Regions from separate parts of the Salmo salar genome. Here region 1 is linked to region 2. The links are chromatin contacts, called in public Hi-C maps. All regions are on one chromosome and are shown on one strand. Each heading gives the region's core, a stretch centred on a gene start, on an enhancer-like site or on the middle of the called end of the contact. The rest is flanking DNA. Distances are from core to core; before and after follow the strand shown.

Region 1 (2,700 bases), core at 68-2,567, 270 kb after region 2:
GTTCAAACATGTCAAATGTTGTTTAGCATTAATCTTTTGGTCCACTTTTAACGTTAAACATCAGTAATATTTTCACACAACCTATCCTATGTCTAGATAAAAAATGATGACAAACTCACGTTTCTCAGATTTATGCGCAGGCGCAAAAAAATGAAGTGATGACATGTCAACTTCCTTGGATTCTAATTTGCTCTCTGTTTATCATAGACGCTTCAAACAACTTTATAAAGATCGTTGACATCTAGTGGAAGCCGTAGGTGTTGCGAAATGAATCCTTTCTCATTATGGTATCTATAAAACAATGACACTAAATAGTACAGTCACAAAATTCACATTTTTTTGGATCTATTTTTCACAGGTTTTTGCCTGCAATATGAGTTTTGTTATACTTACAGACACCATTGAAACTGTTTTAGAAAATTCAGAGTGTTTTCTATCCGAATGTGTTAATAATATGCATATCCTAGCTTCTGAGTTGGTGTAGGAGGCAGTTAAAAATGGGCACATATTTTTTTCAAAATGTCTCAATACTGCCCCCGAGCCCCAACAGGGCTCAATTAACCTCAATTATTATAGTTTTTTTTTAATTTTTTTTTTTTACATTGTTTGCAAACTGATATGTGACACATATTAATGCCAAAATAACATGCAAAACAGGCACATCAAAAATATATATATAATAATAATTCAAATTCTTGTTTTTAGCTAAACAGGTTCAATTCAATGCCCCACCTGCCCTGGAAGACGGTTCACCACTGGTTAGGCTTAAGGTTAGTTAACTTAGAGTTTAGGGTAGGGACGTCCAATGGATCCCACTTTCCATTATAACACCAGAGGAGATTGCATGAGTGATTAAAGAGTTTTTCCTTCTGTGTGCGCATGTGACACATTTTACCTTTATTTAACTAGGCAAGTCAGTTAAACACACATTTTTATTTACAATGACAGCCTACCCTGGCGATGCTGGGCCAATTGTGCACTAACCTATGGGACTCCCAATCACAGCCAGATGTGATACAGCCTGGATTTGAACCAGGGACTGTTATAACTGAGATGCAGTGCCTTAGACCACTGTGCCACTCAGGAGCCCTAACAGCATGAATATAAAATGTAAAATATAAAACTTCGGCTGTGACTGATGGAAAAAAATTGGCCTCGAAGACAAAGGTGATGATGAAAGTTTATTTTTAAATAATTTTGAAATTTGACTTCTCTTTGGGGGGCGTCTTCTGGGCTCCGCATCAGTTAAACTGTAGTACCGCCAGTCTCCTCGGTCTACATTGGATGGCGTGCTTCCCAACCGGAACACTAGCCCCTTGGTTCAGTATACGTGGCACGCTATGGCAATTACTGCCTACAGAGGGAGCTGTGTTATGGGGCGGAGGTAGCGCTTGCACTTCTTCGATGAAGAGGAGCTAGCGTCTGAAAGAACCCAAGGCGACAGGTCAGATTTTTGTCAGTTAGAAATTTAGGAAACTGCAGTGGCACCAGCAGTACCAGACTCAGAGCGTGACATGGGGCAGAATGATCTGATGAGCAATGCGGAGGACGTGGCGGACCAGGTAAGCAGTGCACCGACAAGGCCCTCGCGGCCACAGCAGAACCAGACCGGAGTCATCATTGAATAAGGGGGAGGGAGTCTTCTCACTTTTTCATGATAGCGAAACTAGAATGTGGATAAAAAAGTTAATGTAAATGAATGAACAATGATGGTGTAGTCCCTTCCCGTTTGAGTTATTCTTCAATCGTACAGTCATGAAGCCGAAACAGTTGCAGTAGTGGGTACCTCTGGTTTAGCTTTCGAAAACACTTTTGCTCCTCCATATGTATGAGTTTCAGCGGTTACATTCTTACGCATTTGGTACATTTCCGACGCTGTGTTTATACTCTTAGAAACGTCAACAATCATTGTTTTCGAAACATATGCTGATTTGCCCTTGACAGAATTGTTGTAATAAAAACATATATAGTTACTGTAGCAGTTATGCTTACACACAGGTGTTCAGCGCAAGCTATATGGCTGATTAGCACGTGGCCGCCTATGTCTTCCACCAGTCTTTTGGAAACAAGCAATGTAAACATGGAGATATGGCCGTGTGGGAACACAAACCATATAAAGGTGTGTCGTAGTTTACCCATTAGTTTTAGAAAATCTTTAAGCTTAAATGAAAGATACGTTCCTTATGTTTCCAAAAACGTACCGCATGCAATATGTTCATGTTTAGACTAGTGTCGGGCTCTTAACAAAACTCCCCCAGTCAGAATATACTATCATCAACAGGTAAGCGGTGGACCGCTAAATCAGTTAGCGTCTATGAATTGTCTACCTCGGGCTGTTTGCCGTAAACACAGTACCATGGATAGTCAGATTAATATTATAGTTTGTTTAAAACGTTTACATGCTTTGCAAGAAATATTATAATCCTGTTCACATGGAAATCTGAAATCAGGCTACCTGATGGGATTTAAATACGTTTAAGAAAAACGCCAATCAAAAGAAACATTCTACCACAGAGACAATGTTATTTTTGTTTATCTTATTTGATTTTGAGATTGGACATATAACGTTTGTATGTGAAATATTTCTAAGATGGATACTTAAGTTTTTATGAACCCACTTCACTTACACATACCCGAGGTAGTATGACTGTCAGATTTGTCAATATGATGTCTAAAAAAACATTGATATGCAATCAGAAT
Region 2 (2,700 bases), core at 43-2,542:
AACCCGACTCCTCGACCAGTGTCCAATGTGCACTCTGAATTTACAAAGCGCCAAGAGAGCACTCTGGCAGTACAAATTGAATTTATAAACACACCCGTAGTCTTAAGATGTCTAGCTAGTAATTTGTTATGCTAACAAACTAGCAAGAGGTTGCATAACAACAGCATCAACTTCCAGTAGACAAGCGAAGAGCTAGTACGCTCAACTGAAAGGTTACCATTCGTTTACAGTATACTAAAATTAACGAATAGTGTATAGTATCATATACTCATAAAGTGTGCAGTATACAGTATGTTATTATTGGTATTCAAACAACTTTAGTGAGGTTGCCAAGTCACGTGGTGGAAGAGCTATTGCCATTTGAATATTGTGATCATGCACTTTGTTGACTGTCCATAACTAGTGTCAGTGCGCAAGGCTGTCTGAAAATAAGACCTGTGCAATGTTGTACAGCTTTTTTCCTTCATAAAAGAGCCTTATCCGGTGTATGTAACGTTAGCGCAAATCGTTCGCGACCTATTGAAGTTTACGGTCCGAATATTCGGCAAATATCTCATCTCAAACCAACTTTAACCACGGTGTTAAACCGTACCATATGTTGACGGACTAGAAGAGCCGATGAGGGGAAAAAACATCGAGATCCAAATAGCTAGCTAAGAAAACATGCACGAAATTGATAACATTATGACTAAGCTTGCCGTTGTTATTTGTAATGTTAGCTAACTAGTGTATCACTTAATCCAAACTCAATTAAGGTAGCTACTAAACTAGCTAGTTATCAACCAGCTAACAATATTAGCCAGCTAACGTTGTTAGCTATCTGCTAAGAAGATAGCAGAAATACAACAGGGAAAGATCATTTAGAAAAGGCTAGCAAACCTTTTATGTGACCGTGCTAGCTAGCTAAATATCCGTAAGACTCACCTTTTACATCGCCAGCTAGTGCCTTCCAGGTAGGAGAGTACTGGATGCAGTGACCACACCACGATGAGTAAAACTGGACCAGCCAAGCGGTGGAAGAGTTGAGCAAAGTCTGCTCGACAGTCGCGCTTGTCAGTATAACCACCGAGTCCTCCTCAGAATACAGCCGAGTGGTTAGAGACGGATTAAATAGAAACACAAAAATAATGCTCGTTTTGAACAATAAAAAACCTGTTTTTCGGAGCGAAGGGCAGTCGTCTACACACAGAGTCGCCATATCGTAAAGACAATGTGGAGATGGAAAGCGAGAGGCTACGGACACGCCTGGTGGCAAAATTGATGACGTATGTCGAGTGGATACGAACGGATTCGGTTCAGTCAAAGATTTGTTCAACTGAACCAAGATAGACCACAGCCTGTCATTTCCAATGGGAACGAATGAGTCATAGTGGGCAGAACAACCACGAGCTAGCGAGATCCTATTGGCGCGTTCTAGCAGACATCTGCATATTTCCGTTAGGGAACGCCTCCTCTGTGAAGTGCGCGTGTGCAATAACCCAATTCGCATTTGCACTCATTATAAACAACGCGATTTAAAACAAATAACAGATTGTAGCGAATATAAAACTGTATTGATATCAAATGTTTCATCGATGAGAAAATGTGCAGAATGTCAGCCAAAATCCATCTCGTTCCTGCTTCTCCCACTGCCGGCCAGTGGGCTTCCTCTCGCAAAGCGGATGATTTATACATCCGATAAAATAATCTGTCTCGTGGTTCTATCTGTGGTTCAGCTGTCCCAATGAGCCTTTCCCAGCTAGCTAGTTTATTGTGGCTAGAATCTTCAGCGAGACTGGGAAATTTGTCTGCGGAAGTTGGGACTTGGAAGTGTTCAAAGTGTTTCCGTTTTTATCCGAGTGAATTTTCGTTGTTGTTTTGGGATTTTCTTTACAAAAACATTTAAAAGTCAATGCCGTAGTTGTACATTTTCGGTGCAATAAATGTGCTTCAGCGGTCACCCTGGTCTGATATTGGATACACTATCTCGCTACCTTCCACTAACGCTTCGATCACACCAACAATGACCCGCAGCATCGTCTGGATATGTGTGCAACAAAAGTTCATAAACCACCTGCTACCATTTCTGTCAAGCGGCCTGCGCATACAGTTTGAATAATATATTCCATAAATCCAACACAGAACGCACGTCAACTGCCTCTGCAACGCAAAGCTGCAAGGCAAATGCAGCGTTCCATTGGAAGTTAATGTACTTCTGTTGTACATTTACATTACATTTAAGTCATTTAGCAGACGCTCTTATCCAGAGCGACTTACAAATTGGTGCATTCACCTTATGATATCCAGTGGAACAACCACTTTACAATAGTGCATCTAAATCTTTTAGGGGGGGGATTACTTTATCCTATCCTAGGTATTCCTTAAAGAGGTGGGGTTTCAGGTGTCTCCGGAAGGTGGTGATTGACTCCGCTGTCCTGGCGTCGTGAGGGAGCTTGTTCCACCATTGGGGTGCCAGAGCAGCGAACAGTTTTGACTGGGCTGAGCGGGAACTGTGCTTCCTCAGAGGTAGGGGGGCCAGCAGGCCAGAGGTGGATGAACGCAGTGCCCTTGTTTGGGTGTAGGGTTGTACCAAAGTGCAAAAACATTGTAGGTGTAATCGAGGCATAACATGCTGACCACATCGCCTGCAATTTGCGCACAAGCGTTGTAAAATAAATGTACACATACCTGTTATTCAATCACACCTGTTACACATACCTG

The links. Hi-C and Micro-C count contacts between places; a contact is called where the count stands out from the background.
Region 1: a contact with region 2 is called in a Hi-C map of muscle, with 6 times the contacts expected there. The contact joins the promoter of surf4l here to the promoter of qsox2 in region 2. A contact is called at or near these places in 2 of 3 Hi-C or Micro-C datasets (gill and muscle).

What each region holds. Positions count from the first base shown.
Region 1 is chrssa26:1,106,004-1,108,703 of Ssal_v3.1, forward strand. It overlaps surf4l (surfeit 4, like), which reads left to right and starts at 1,318. Exons shown (of 6, transcript XM_014174788.2): 1 at 1,318-1,562. The coding sequence starts at 1,515.
Region 2 is chrssa26:839,162-841,861 of Ssal_v3.1, forward strand. qsox2 (quiescin Q6 sulfhydryl oxidase 2) reads right to left here and starts at 1,293. Exons shown (of 12, transcript XM_045708129.1): 1 at 925-1,293. The coding sequence starts at 1,198.